Regions from separate parts of the Pan troglodytes genome. Here region 1 is linked to region 2. A link is a contact called in public HiChIP or PLAC-seq data. All regions are on one chromosome and are shown on one strand. The core of a region is the stretch at or near the end of the contact, and the rest is flanking DNA. Distances in the headings are between cores, read along the strand shown. Region 1 holds the start of SETD9 (SET domain containing 9). Region 2 holds the start of GPBP1 (GC-rich promoter binding protein 1).

The links. HiChIP or PLAC-seq counts read pairs in DNA pulled down with a chosen protein or histone mark.
Region 1: a contact with region 2 is called in an H3K4me3 HiChIP or PLAC-seq map of stem cell-derived excitatory neurons, with 6 times the contacts expected there. The contact joins the promoter of SETD9 here to the promoter of GPBP1 in region 2. A contact is called at or near these places in 1 of 7 Hi-C or Micro-C datasets (stem cell-derived neural progenitor cells) and 1 of 1 datasets of contacts at active chromatin or transcription factors (stem cell-derived excitatory neurons).

What each region holds. Positions count from the first base shown.
Region 1 is chr4:57,723,424-57,730,594 of NHGRI_mPanTro3-v2.0_pri, reverse strand. SETD9 (SET domain containing 9) reads left to right here and starts at 1,560. Exons shown (of 6, transcript XM_063811230.1): 1 at 1,560-2,043; 2 at 3,470-3,837; 3 at 5,312-5,435; 4 at 6,188-6,303; 5 at 7,163-7,171. The coding sequence starts at 1,946. It overlaps LOC107974736 (a long non-coding RNA gene), which reads right to left and starts at 2,167. Exons shown (of 8, transcript XR_008548237.2): 1 at 2,080-2,167.
Region 2 is chr4:57,454,992-57,462,223 of NHGRI_mPanTro3-v2.0_pri, reverse strand. It overlaps GPBP1 (GC-rich promoter binding protein 1), which reads left to right and starts at 5,539. Exons shown (of 13, transcript XM_009449137.4): 1 at 5,539-5,758.

The sequences.
Region 1 (7,171 bases), core at 311-2,810, 270 kb before region 2:
TATAAAAAAACTGTAAAAATATACAAAAACTGATTTTTTTCTTTTTTTAGACAAGTACATTACCACAGGTAAAGATTAAACTAGTTCTTTTGGGTTCTCTGTTAAGTTTGGAGACTATAAAGAAACTTTCTTGTATGCCACTTATTAATACATCCTGGAACTGAATTGACTCCATTTAGCAAGTCAGGTAAATCTAGATTATGCCAAATTATCAAACAAACACAGAGTCTGAGAGAAAGCCTCTAGAGTTTGCTAACATTCTATATGATATGAACGAAATAGAGACATTGGTAGATACTCTTTCTCTTTATTTCTTTCAGAATAGAACAAATTAGTCCCGCAGCTACTGGCGATTGGCTGAATTTTTTTTTTTTTTTTTTTTTGAGACGGGATCTCACTCTGTCACCCAGGCTGGAGTGCAGTGGCGGATCTCGGCTCACTGCAACCTCCGTCTCACAGGTTCAAGCGATTCTTCTGCCTCAGCCTCCTGAGTAGCTGGGACTACAGGCACGTGCCACCAACGCTCGGCTAATTTTTGTATTTGTTCTTTTTTAGTAAAGACGGGGTTTCGCCATGTTGGCCAGATTGGTCCCGAACTCCTGACCTCAGGTCATCCACCCGCCTCGGCCTCCCAAAGTGCTGGGATTACAGGCGTGAGCCACTGCGCCCGGCCTTGGCTGAGTTTTTATTAGATCTGAGCCGTTCAATTTCAATAGTTTAGGATCCAACCTCACTCTCAGGCAAAGAATAGAGGAAATGATACCAACGTATTTATCTGTCAATAAACACTTGGTGATTTGAATATGGTTAAGGGATTCCTGTAGTTTGCCCCCCTTAAAACTGAACTTTGTCCAAACCTGTTCTAAATATGTGTGTGCGTGTGCATGCATCTGGGTGTTGGGGAGGAGCGGTCGTAAAGTTCCTTTTAAATTTCACCTATGGGGGACTACTTCCCACCTCATCCTATGAAGTCAACATTAGCCTAAATACCAAAGCCAGATTAAGACACTACAAGAAAACTACGAAACAATATCTCTCACGAACACAGATGCAGAACTTCTAGATAAAACGTTTCCAAATTGAAGTCAAGACCATATTAAAAGGACAAAAGCACCTCAGTGGTTGCTTGGGGACTGGGGGAGGGGCTGGATTACTATCTTGGCTGTGGTGTCGAAAACCTATCAAATTGTTCACTTTAAATATGTGCAGTTTATTGTATCCCAACCATTCCTCAACAAAGCTGTTTTTCAGAAACATTTGTCCATGTAGTTTTGCCTTTGAATGGTTGGGTCAATGAAGAGAAAAACGAGTGAAAATAGGGAATCATGACACTTCGTTTTTTTACGTGTAAATATTCGCAAAACGCCCAAACTGGTAACTTTGGGAACACGGGTTCACGCAGAAGAAGGGCTGCTGTCTAGGGAGGACTGAAACTCGGGTTCCCGAAGTCGGGCTGCTCTGGGGCCACGGAGAGAAGGGGAGAGAACGTCGAGGAAGAGGCAGAGCTCAAGTGGACGGAGGATGGAACACAGAGCGCGGCCGGGACAAAGGGGCAGGCCAGACAGCCGTGACAGAGAAACTAGGCGGTCCGCTCCTGGGACGCGGTCTCGGGGGCGGGTTCGCCCCTGAGGCCCGGTGACCCTTCGCCCGCAACCAGGGCTAGCGCGTGTGTGCGCCCACGGAAGCACCCGAGCGACCGGAGAAAGAAAAAGGGGTCAAGGGGACCTCCTTCCAGCTCTACGCGCCTCTCATTCAGAGAGGTGAGGTCAGGAAAGGGGAAGGACGAAGCCCCAGAGCAACAGAAGTCAGGCGGTGCCAGGAACACTGAGGGCGGAGCCAGGGGAAGGCGGCCGAGCGCGGCCCCCTCTCCTCCCGGGCCGGGGCGGGCCCGAGGCCTCGATCCGCCTTCCCCGCGCCGTCCTGGTCACGGCCCCGCGGGGCAGCCATGCCTGGCCGTCTGCTGCGGGGCCTGTGGCAGCGATGGCGCCGTTACAAGTACCGCTTCGTTCCCTGGATCGCACTGAACCTAAGCCACAACCCGAGGTGAGAGGGCGGGACGGCAGAACGAGGGGCACCTGCCTTCAGTTCCCAGACGCCACCACGGCGGCTGGACGCGAAGCGGAGAGCCTGAGGCGGACTGCCGGCCTGAGATGGGCGGGCCCGGGTGGGCAGGGACTGAGGTGGGCGGGCCGGGTGGGCGGGGACTGAGGCCTCGGAGGGGTTTAAGGAACGCGGGCCAGAGGCGGGCGGGGCCGAGGTTGGTGGAGTCCGAGGCCCGCTGGAAGCCTGAAGTGGGCGGTGGCTTCAGGTGGGCGGGGCCTATGGCCTCTTTCCCAGTGTCCGCTGCGCTGCCGGGCCCGCGAGGCCGAGCTCGCCAGCCGGAGGTGTCGCCTGTTCTTCCCTGTTGCGTTCGGCACTGACTGGGGAGCTTGTATCTGGGCAAAAATGGAAACTTTTTTAAAAGACTGCCCTTACCGCGTGAGAGTGCGTGGCTTTTTCTCCACCAGGGCTTAATTAGGTGCTTGAACTTCCTCAGAAAAGCCAAGCCAGGGTTTATTTTCATAGTTCATACAAGTAGTTCACGTGGTTAAAGAAGCCCATCCCGGCTGTGAGAATAGCGTGCAGTAGCTCGCGCGTTAAGAACGGGCAGAACGCCGCTCAAAAGCACGTCGGGATGGTGGGTTTCGGATTGGGGTGAGTCCCGCCGGCGTTATTAAGGGCGCACCAGTGATCAGCTCAACACGGTGCTCACCAAAGAGGCCGACCGGGCCTCCCTGAAGTCAGTGTCCGACAAATAGGGAAACAAAGCGGTTTCCCGAAGGTTGCATGCTAGGGAAACAGGAGATCAGTTGTATCATGACTACGGAACCGTGAGGCGGGAATTACAACCTTTTTGTTCAAGTAAAAATAATGCAGTTAGTACAAAAAGATAATGATTATGGAAATAAGAGATGCAGTCATTGAAGACGTTAGTCGTCCTGGAGGGAGTGTCACAAAGTATATGATGTTGAATTTGTCTTTGAAACTACAAGGCCATTTTTAGAAAGCCATTGAATGTGAGGTCATTCATTCTCATTGTGATGACATTCAGCTTGGCTGTTGGGTGTAGTACGGGAAAGAGCTGAACTTCGTTTCTGCCTCTGGCTCTCCCACTTACTGGCTTTGGGACCTTGAGCAAGTTCCCTAACAATTTTGCTTTCCTTGTCTGCAAAAATGGAATAATGTAAGGACCCCACAGCATGTGGTATAGAATGGGCCTTTCATAAGTACTGACTACTTGGGTGGGAAGTGTTGGGAGTTAGCTAACTAGAACTCCCTCAAACAATTCTTTTCTGAACTTAGTTTCCAGCCCTCCACACACATGAGAATAAGCTTATAGTTCCTTAAGGCCAGGAACCCAGAAGGTATGCAGGTAAGTTTGGCTTTTATCAGTTGAAGGGTAGTGAATAGAAACTTTTCCCATTTTCAGGACCCTCCGATATGTTCCAGAGGAATCCAAAGACAAAGTTATCTCAGATGAAGATGTCCTAGGAACATTACTGAAAGTTTTCCAGGCTCTATTCTTAAATGATTTCAATAAACAATCAGAAATCTTGACTATGCTTCCAGAATCTGTTAAATCAAAATATCAAGACCTACTGGCAGTTGAACATCAAGGGGTGAAACTGCTTGAAAACAGACATCAACAGCAAAGTACCTTTAAACCAGAAGAAATTCTTTACAAGACTTTGGGTTTCAGTGTTGCCCAAGCAACTAGCTCATTGATTTCTGCTGGAAAAGGTGTCTTCGTTACTAAAGGATTGGTACCAAAAGGCGCAGTCGTATCTATGTATCCTGGTAACAGCACGATTAATATTATACTTTGCCAAGCTTCTTACGTATTGATAAACATAAGTTCAGTAACATACCCAGCCTTGCAATCCTTAGAGTAAGGGATTAAATTGGAAACTCGAGTTTCCATAGATTTTTGCAATTCTAATTCGGAAATTAACTGTTTGTAAATTGTTTTGTGTTAGAAAGTATCCTGGAGTATTTGTTGGGATAAATGCACTTTTTCTTTCAAGGAAAGCTTTCCTGTCAACGTTTAAATTTAGAACATAGTATGACCCACTTTGACAAATTACTTAAAAAGCACTAGAGAAACATGTCAGTTTGGTTTAATTGATAGCTAAGGATAAAAATGGTATGGATAGGCTCACGCCGGTAATCCCAGCACTTTGGGAGGCCGAGGCGGGCAGATCGCGAGGGGTTTGAGACCAGTCTGGCCAACATAGTGAAACCCTGTCTCTACTGAAAATACAAGAAATTAGCCAGGTGTGGTGGTGTGCACCTGTAATCCCAGCTGTTCAGGAGGTTGAGGCAGGAGAATGGCGTGAACCCGGGAGGCGGAGGTTGCAGTGAGCCGAGATTGTGCCATTGCGCTCCAGCCTGGGCGACAGTGCTAGGCTCCATCTCAAAAAAAAGAGAAAAAAAAAGCGTACGGATCAAAACATAAAAGACAGCATTTAAACCCATAAGTCACCGAATAAAGACCTTCCTGCCCTTTCTACACTTGGAAAGTAAGGCAATTTCTTGGCACAAGATCATTAACTAGAATGCTAAATAGACTACGTTATGTGTTAAACTAACATTATATTATTTGGTATAGTGGAAAGTGTGTGTGTGAATATTTGAGTCAGATAGACCCAGGTTTTTAAAAATTCATTCTCCTGTTTTCTAATTTTACATCCCCAAACAAGGGAGTTTCAGTTTCCTGCTGTACGAGTAATATAATTTTGTAAAGACTAAATAGAATAAATAAATTAATACTAAAAGAAGTTTAATAAATAGATTAACATGCCTGGAACATAGGAAGCACTCGGTAAATATTTTCTCATTTCATCTTTTGCCAGTGAAAGGAGAAACAGCCTTAATGTCAGACTCATCTATTCCCATATGTGTCTACATTATTTAATTATTAGCAAAATAAATTTCTTCAAACTCTTTAGATGTTAAATCACATTCTACTTAAATATATATGTGTGTGTGTATATATATACACATATACATATAAATGTGTATATGTATATATATGACTTTGTAAAACTGAGCCTAAAATGTGATGTTCATATTATCATTAACCAAGAGAGCCATATTCTGTTTTGCTGTGTGGATGAGTTGGTTCTGTGCTCCATCTGCTATTGGGCGTTCACGCTTTAAAAGGGAGAACGTAACTAAAGAGAATGTGATTATATTCCAAAGAAGGGTTCTTATCGCAGTGTTTATGATTTTTCATGTTGTTATCATATTTCTTTGTCTTGTTGTGTAATAGGTACAGTATATCAGAAGTATGAGCCGATCTTTTTCCAGTCCATTGGAAATCCGTTTATTTTTAGATGCCTGGATGGGGTACTCATTGATGGGAATGACAAAGGGATATCAAAAGTTGTGTACAGGTAAGTGATGCCCATGTTCAAATTTAATTATAGGAGACAGAACCGCACTTACCACAATGATTATGACTAATAGCATTTGTACTTTATTTATTTTTTATATAAAGAGATGGGGTCTTGCTATGTTGTCCAGGCTGGTTTTGAACTCCTGGCCTCAAGCGACCCTCCCATCTCGGCCTTCCAAAGTGCTGGGATTACAGGCTTGAGCCACCACACCCAGCTCAGCATTTATGCTTCATTTTATTATTTTTTTTACTTTTTTTTTTTTTTTTTTTGAGACAGAGTCTTGCTCTGTCGCCCAGGCTGGAGTGCAACAGTGTGATCTCTGCTCACTGCAACCTCTGCCTCCCGGGTTCAAGTGATTTTCCTGCCTCAGCCTCCCAAGTAGCTGGGATTACAGGTGTGTGCCACCAGGCCCAGATAATTTTTGTATTTTTAGTAGAGATGGGGTTTCACCATGTTGGCCAGGCTGATCTCGAACTCTAGACCTCAAGTGATCTGCCTGCCTCAGCCTCCCAAAGTATTGGGATTACAGGCGTGAGCCACTGCGCCTGGCCAGTATTTATACTTTGAATAAAATTCTGTTTAGATAGCTGCTGTGTAACAACTCAGTTGCCCTACTGATTATACTAAAGTCTTTTTTTTTTTTTTTTTAAGAAAAAATGCACTGGTGTAATTCTAGGGTTTTGTATTTTAGGATTCTATTTTAAGATACAGATTACAGATCCATTAGCTAATGCTTTCACCTGTTTCAGATCTTGCAATGGGAGGGATCGACTCGGCCCTTTAAAAATGAGTGATAGTACATGGCTAACGTCAGAAATTCATAACCCTCTGGCTGTGGGACAGTATGTCAACAATTGTTCCAATGGTAAGAAGGCATCATGGGGCTGTGAGATGAGATATAGCAATGGCTAATTCTACTCCTTTGTCATATGACTGAGTGCCAAGGGCAGTTGAGTATAACATATAATAAGCTAGTCAAGTCCTTAAGCAACTCTCACTTTTGGGGGATGATATTAGAGAGAATTAGGGGAAATCTTGATATACATTATTTAGAATTATTTAATTTACTATTTTTCTTCTGATTTTGCAGTGAATATAGGCAATTGATAACTCCCCTTTTAAAAATAGAAATTATGATGTCAGTGCTTCAATATAGCCTTATAGATTAATGGCTAGACTAGTATCTGCTTTCTGTTGCTAAGTTTGTGAGTCCCTATCTATATCTTCTTTAGGAGTTGACTTTCCCATAGGTAAAAGTTTGATTGTTTGACTACATTTAACATGGGCTTTGGCGTTAGTGAGAAACGAAGTCCAAGCCTGACTCTTTTATTAGTATTTAACCTTTAACATTTCTGAGCCTCTATTTCCTGATATATAAAAAGTAAACAATAAAACATACATATATGTTTATTATGTATGTTGGTAGATATTATCTAAACATATATGTTATTATATATGTTGTTTATGCAAAAAGTAAATAATAAAACATGTTTTATATATGTCTTACTTTTTGAATATTTTATTTTATATATTTATGATTTACCATATATATCTGCAAATATATATATGTAAATAAACTCTAACAGTACCTGGAACATAGTAGTAATTATTTTGAGCATGTTTTGATAATTTAGAAAAACAGACATTGAGTGTCATAATTCAATTCTGTTTTCCGTGACCTTGTATAATGGCTCTTTTTCTAAAAATGATGTGCTTGTTCCTAGACAGAGCAG
Region 2 (7,232 bases), core at 4,290-6,789:
AATCCCAGCACTTTGATAGGACGTGATGGGCGGATCACCTGAGGTCAGGAGTTCGAGACCAGCCTGGCCAACATGGTAAAACCCGGTCTTTACCAAAAATACAAAAATTAGCCAGGCATGGTGGTAGATGCCTGTAATTCCAGCTACTCGGGAGGCTGAGGCAGGAGAATCGCTTGAATCCAGGAGGCAGAGGTTGCAGTGAACCCAGATCGCGTCCCTGCACTCCAGCCTGGCTGATAGCAAGACTCCATCTCAAACACAAGTAATATATGCTCTTAGCAGGTATGAAGAATAAAGATCTTCTATTAGTCTGCCACCTAGGAATAAGCATTGTTAACATTTTGTTTCTAGTCTGTCAAAATTTTTCCTTTGATTATACTTTTTTATTTGACAAAAATAGGATATTATATATACAGTTTTGTAATCTACCTCTCATTTTTCTTTTTTTCTTTCTTTTTTCTTTTTTCTTTTTTTTTGAGACTGAGTCTCACTCTGTTGCCCAGGCTGGAATGCAGTGGCTCAATCTTGGCTCACTGCAACCTCTGTCTCCCGGGTTTAAGCTATTCTCCTGCCACAGCCTCCTGAGCAGCTGGTATTACAGGTGCACACCACCACACCCGGCTAATTTTTGTATTTTTAGTAGAGATGGGGTTTCACCATGTTGGTTAGGCTGGTCTTGAACTCCTGACCTTGTGATCTGCCTGCCTTGGCCTCCCAAAGTGCTGGGATTACAGGCGTGAGCCACCGCGCCCAGCCCATTTTTCTTAATAGTATGCTGTGAGCATCTTTTCATGTGACCATCTTTTAATAAATACCATTGTTAATGGCTTCATATTCCACTCTATGGATGTAATATAATTTACTTTGTCAATTTATTATAGACATTTAGGTTGTTTCTCTTTTTTTTTGTGGTTTTCTTCTTTCATTTTCTTTTTTTTAAGGCTGGTCAAGTGAAGCAGTGGGAGTGGAGAAGGAACAAAGAAATCTCTAACCAGTTGTCATCAATTAGTTGAAAACATCACTGCACTCGGACCATCCTATTTTTTTGTGTGGGGTTTTAAAGAAGTTATCAATGAACAGCTTCATAAATTGTTGGACACCTTTCCTATTATTATTATCATTTATTTTTCTTTGAGATGGAGGCTTGCTCTGTCGCCCAGGTTGGAGTGCAATGGTGTGATCTCGGCTCACTGAAACCTCTGCTGCCTGGGTTCAAGCAATTCTCCTGCCTCAGCCTCCCAAGTAGCTGGGATTACAGGTGCCCACCACCACACCTGGTTAATTTTTGTAGTTTTATTTATTTTTATTTTATTGTTGTTTTTTTTGAAACGGAGTCTCACTCTTGTTGCCCAGGCTGGAGTGCAATGGCTTGATCTCGGCTCACCGCAACCTCCACCTCCAGGGTTCAAGCGATTCTCCTGCCTCAGCCTCCCAAGTAGCTGGGATGACAGGCGCCCACCACCACGCCCGGCTAATTTTTTGTATTTTTAGTAGAGACGGGGTTTCACCATGTTGGCCAGGCTGGTCTTGAACTCCTGACCTAAACTGATCCACTTGGCTCGGCCTCCCCAAATGCTGGTATTACAGGCGTGAGCCACCACGCCCAGCCTAATTTTTGCAGTTTTAGTAGAGATGGGGTTTCACCATCTTGGTCAGGCTGGTCTCCACCTCCTGACCTTGTGATCCACCCGCCTCGGCCTCCCAAAGTGCTGGGATTACAGGCGTGAGCCACAGTGCCTGGCCTCCTATTATTTTATTAAAATAAATTTCAAGGAGTAAGACAACTGCTTAAAGGGTGTCTTAAAGGCTCTGACATTTTTATGAAAGCCAAACTGTCTTCCAGAAAGCCTTGCACATATCAAGAGTTTCATTCTTGATATGGTTAATGCAAATAAATGCCTATTCCTTATATCCTTTTTCTTTTTTTTTTTTTTTTGAGGCAGCGTTTCCCTCCTATTGCCCAGGTTGGAGTGCAGTGGCCCAATCTCGGCTCACTGCAATCTCCATCTCCCGGGTTCAAGTGATTCTCCTGCTTCAACCTCCGGAGTAGCTGGGATTACAAGCACCCGCCACCATGCCCGGCTAATTTTGTATTTTCAGTAGAGACGGAATTTCACCATGCTGGCAGGATGGTCTCGAACTCCTGACCTCAAACGATCCACCCACCTTGGCCTCCCCAAAGTGTTGGGATTACAGGCGTGAGCCACTGCGCCCGGCCAATTCCTTATCCTCATCCAGGTTTTTGGTCTTTTAAAATCTTTGTCAATCTGCTATTTGAAAGTGGTATATTACTGTTTAAGTTTTTCTGATTTCTAGTGAGGTGCGATAATTTTTCATATAATTATTAAATCCCCCCATATGTTATGTATGTATACACACACACACCCGGCTAGCTTGTTCATGCCCTTGACTTTTTATTTTTTATTTTTTTGAGACGGAGTCTTGCTCTGCTGCCCAGGCTGGAGTGCAGCTGCACTCGGCTCACTGCAACCTTCACTTCCCAGGTTCAAGCAATTCTCCTGCCTCAGCCTCCCAAGTGGCTGGGATTACAGGCGCCCACCTCCATGCTCAGCTAATTTTTTGTATTTTTTTTTTTCTGTCGCCCAGGCTGGAGTGCAATGCCAGGTTGGAGTGCAATGGCGTGATCTCAGCTCACGGCAACCTCCACCTTCCGGGTTCAAGTGATTCTCCTCCGTCAGCCTCCCAAGTAGCTGGGATTACAGGCGCTCCCCACCAAGCCTGGCTAATTTTGTATTTTTAGTAGAGACGGGGTTTCGCCAATGTTGTGCAGGCTGGTCTTGAACTCCTGACCTCGTGATCAACCCGCCTAGGCCTGCCAAAGTGCTGGGATTACAGGCATGAGCCACCGCATCCGGCCTAATTTTTTGTATTTTTAGTAGAAACGGGGTTTCACCATGCTGGCCAGGCTGGTCTCAAACTCCTAACCTCAAGTGATCCGCCCGCCTGGGTCTCCCAAAGTGCTGGGATTACAGGCGCGCACCACCACGCCTGGCTAATTTTTGTGTTTTTACTAGCTATGGGGTTTCACCATGTTGGTCAAGCTAGCCTTGAACCCCTCACCTCAGGTGAGCCACCAGCCTCAGCCTCCCAAAGTGCTGGGATTAGAGGCGTGAGCCAGAGCCACCACGCCCGGCCTAATTTTGTGTATATATATTTTTTGCTTTGTTTTTGTTTTTTGAGACGGAGTCTCGCTCTGTCGCCCAGGCTGGAGTGCAGTGGAGAGATCTCGGCTCACTGCAAGCTCCGCCTCCCAGGTTCACGCCATTCTCCTGCCTCAACCTCCCGAGTAGATGGGACTACAGACGCCCGCCACCACGCCCGGCTAATTTTTTTTTTGTATTTTTAGTAGAGACGGGGTTTCACCGTGTTAGCCAGGATGGTCTCGATCTCCTAACCTCGTGATCCGCCCGCCTCGGCCTCCCAAAGTACTGAGATTACAGGCGTGAGCCACCGCGCCCAGCCTAATTTTGTTATTTTTAGTAGAGACGGGGTTTCTCCAAGTTGTTCAGGCTGGTCTAGAACTCGCGACCTCAGGTTATCCGCCCGCCTCGGCCTCCCAAAGTGCTGGGATTACAGGCGTGAGCCACCGCGCCCGGGCTAAACTTTTTTTTTTGAGACAGGGTTTACTCTGTCGCCCAGGCTTGAGTGCAGTGGTGCAATCTTGGCTCACTGCAACTTCTCCCTCCTGGGTTCAAGCGATTCTCATACCTCACCCTCCCTAGTAGCTGGGACTATGGGTGCCCGCCACCACGCCCAGCTAATATTTGTATTTTTAGTAGAGAGGGGGTTTCCGCTGTGTTGGTCACCCGACCTCAGGTGATCCTCCAGCCTCAGCCTTCTGAAGTGTTGGGATTACAGGCGTGAGTCACCGCGCCCGGTCCGCCCTTAACTTTTTAAAAGAGTGGGTGTTATCTTTTTCTTAATAATTTGTAAGAGCTCTTTATATTTTCTTATGCAAATAAAACATACGCTAAGGATGGTAATCGAATATAAATATTAACTTGCTTGTGATTTACTACAATTGTTTCTCTGTTTCACTACCAGTTGTTCGACTTTATAGTGTCTTCTGTCACATGAAAGGCACAAATTGTGTGTCTAAGTTATCAGTTTTATCCTTGGGTTTTTTTTTTGTTTCCTTTATTTTTTCTTGGTTTGATATCATGCTTACACATAAAAGCACGAGCAGGTCCTCTCCCAACACGTAAGTTGCTTATACGGAAACAATGTGGTGTAGAGAAAAGAAAGTGGATCAAGCCCCTAATAGACTTGAGTTTAAATGTGGTACAGCCAAGTTGTGGCGCCCAACTTCCATATTCTGTAACGTTAAACACGTCAATCTCATCCTGTTTCCTTATCTGCAAAATAGTACCCACCCCAGAGGGTGATACAAGCATTAAAATGCCCGGCACGGGCAAGGCATCCAGCAAGTGTTAATTCCCTTTCCTCTGCCCCGCAGAGGGGCATTATTAATTGCTTAAAGTGGCCAACTCCCGATAAAGATTAAAACAGAAGGTTGGGGACGGTAAATTTTGGTGAGTTTACGTTCCACCCTTTTTCAGGTATCTTCTAGAAACATTCCATTAAACTACAAACCCCATAATGCATGTACAACTACCATAAAATTTCTACGTTATGAAGTCCTTGTGGCTTAGGGGAGGGCGAACAGCCAAATATCTTTATTTTCCAGACTTTCCCTCTTTGAGACAACCTCCCCCCACCTTCCCTCTAAACAAATGTGATTTTTCTTTTTCATAGAATGCCAACTTCCCAGGTGTTAAAGTGAGGCTACGGTTATAAGGCGAAAAGGTGTCACAATTAGAGAAACAACTTTGAACACGGTAATACTGATTTTTAAAAATCTCGAATGGGCTCTGTGGTTCTGATACTCTGGCTGTTGAAATAATTCACCTACTGCAGATTTAGTAGAAAGAAAAATAATTAGCATGATTATACCTAGTAGCCATTTCTACCCTCTTGAGAGTCTGGGCTTGGCTCCCCGCACGTCTGCTTTCCTCAGCCGCAGGGCTCCCGTGTGCACCTCTCATGCCTGACACAGTCCGCGTTCGCATGCCACGGTGGAGCATCCCCTCAGCGTGCCCTACCGCTCCGGCGCCGGCTCGGCAGATGTTCCGCCTGCGCAGAGCTGAGCATAGGCGCCGTGTGAGCGCCGATTCACCCAGGCCCGAGCGCGAGGCCCAAGCAGGGTACCCGGCGAAGGGCGTGCGCCGCAGCGTCTTCCGCAGCTTGAAGCTCGGAGGAGCTGCGGCGCAGCTTCGGGAGCTTAGAGCTGGGGAAGACGCTGCAGCGCGCGCCACTCGAGCCTGCGCGGCCGCTTCCCGGCGCAGCACCCCCCTCTCGCCCTCTGCGCGGCCCCACCAGCCCGGACTCCGAGGCAGCCCCGGACGGGGGGAGGTGCGGGAGGAGGGGCTCCTCAGGGAGCGGCGGGGAATTCCCCCTTCCACCGAACGTTCCCGATTGTTCACCGTCCTCACGTCAGCAGCAGGGGGTAATCCCCGACTCCAGCTGCTCCTGACGTCACCGCGTGGAGCCACCGCCCCCCGCGCGCCCCTGCTCCGGGGCCTCCTCGAAGCCCCGCCCCCAGCCCTAGCCACGCCTTCTCCCCCTCCCCCCAGGCGCCCGACGTAGAGGGCGGAGCTTCTTTGACCGCGGCGTGAGCGGTTGCTTGGGCCAGAAGGTTCTCTGGTGGAGGCGCTCTTCCTGGTGTCCCGCCCAGTAGGTTCGTTCGCACCGCTTCTTCCACACCCTTTCTCCCTCCTTCTCCTCGCCCCGCCTTCCCTCCCTCCTCAATCCCTCTAGTTCCTTCCCCGCCTCGCCACTGTCCGCGATCTCGCGAGACTTGGCCCAGAACATTGCGGATCGGGTCGGCGCCATTTTGGGACTGAGACTGGTTGTGGGGGAGGGAAAAGCGGCAAAAGGGGATTATTCAAAGTACCGAAAACCTTCTCCCGGGATCAGGCGCGGCGGCACCCCCAGGCCAGGGGCACCTCTGGTGGGGCAGAAGGTAATACCGTCCTCTAGGCTCCACGCCCGAGCCCGGGGGAGGAGGGGAGTGCCCGTGTCCGTGTTGGGGTTTGAGGGGTCGGGAGCGGCGTTGGTGGCGCGAGGTGTGAGGCTGCCCGCCGACGGAGGGGCGGCGAGAAGCAAGGAGTGAGAGGGGAGGGAGGCGCAGATAGGCCCCTCTAGGTATTGACTCGGCCGGGGTGGAGCGGAGGTGGTGGTTGTGAGGAGGGGGTGGGTGGTTTAGCCCCGGCGGCTTGGTTGGGGGGTGTTTGGCGTTTGGCGGAGGCTGGGAGCGAGTCCGACGCTCTCCGTGCTCGGCCTTCCTTCCCCCGGCCTCTTGCACACGCCCGCCTGGTTTTGCACCACTACCCTTCTCAGGGCTGAGGGAGTCGAGGCCGAGTTGTGGCCTTCGGCGGTTTCTTCAGCAGCGCCTCAGCTTTCCCCGCCTCTCCCAGGTCCGTGGCACTTGCCGTGGACTGGGCGAAGGCTACTTTGTTCCTCCGAGTCCTGTGGGGTCTGAGGGGACATGTGCATTTTTGAGAGAGAACCATTCTTTGGTTTACGAAAAGGGCCCTGTACCTTCCACCCCCTCAGTTTTGGGAGAAACCTGTTTTCTTAATTCGAGGAAGTGGAAACCTACACCTTCTAGCCCTTTGCTCCCTCAGAAGTGGGGAAGTCTCCTCGGGAGAATTTAAGAAGCGGGTTTGCCCTACTTCTAGTTCACCTTTCTGGCCTTACTGGGTGGGAATATGCCTCCTCTAGTAGACGTTCTGATTTGGAGGGAGCCTCTTTCTCTTTACACTTATCTCTGAGTTACATTTGCTAATGCTCCGTGGCAGCACACCTGTCTTCGCTTTCCTTGGTCCATCGAAGAGGGTTGGAGATCTTTTGTAAGATTATGTGCCAATTTCATAGTTTTAAAATTTATTCAAGGAGTATAAGGTTTGCTTATGTAATTCCCCAGTATGGGATCTGCACCCCTTCCCAGGTGAAATCTGCCCTTGCCCTCCATAATACCGTCACCTACCGTTTTTCCCTCCCTCTACTCCGATGTCTTATTCATTCAGTAGACTTTTATCGGGTGCTTGCTTGGGTAAAGAAGCCCTTTTCCAGGCTCCTGTAGGGTTATATAGAAGTGATTTTCTCTCCAGAGGTTGACTTTTTAAGTTGGGGATTGATTTTTTTAGCTC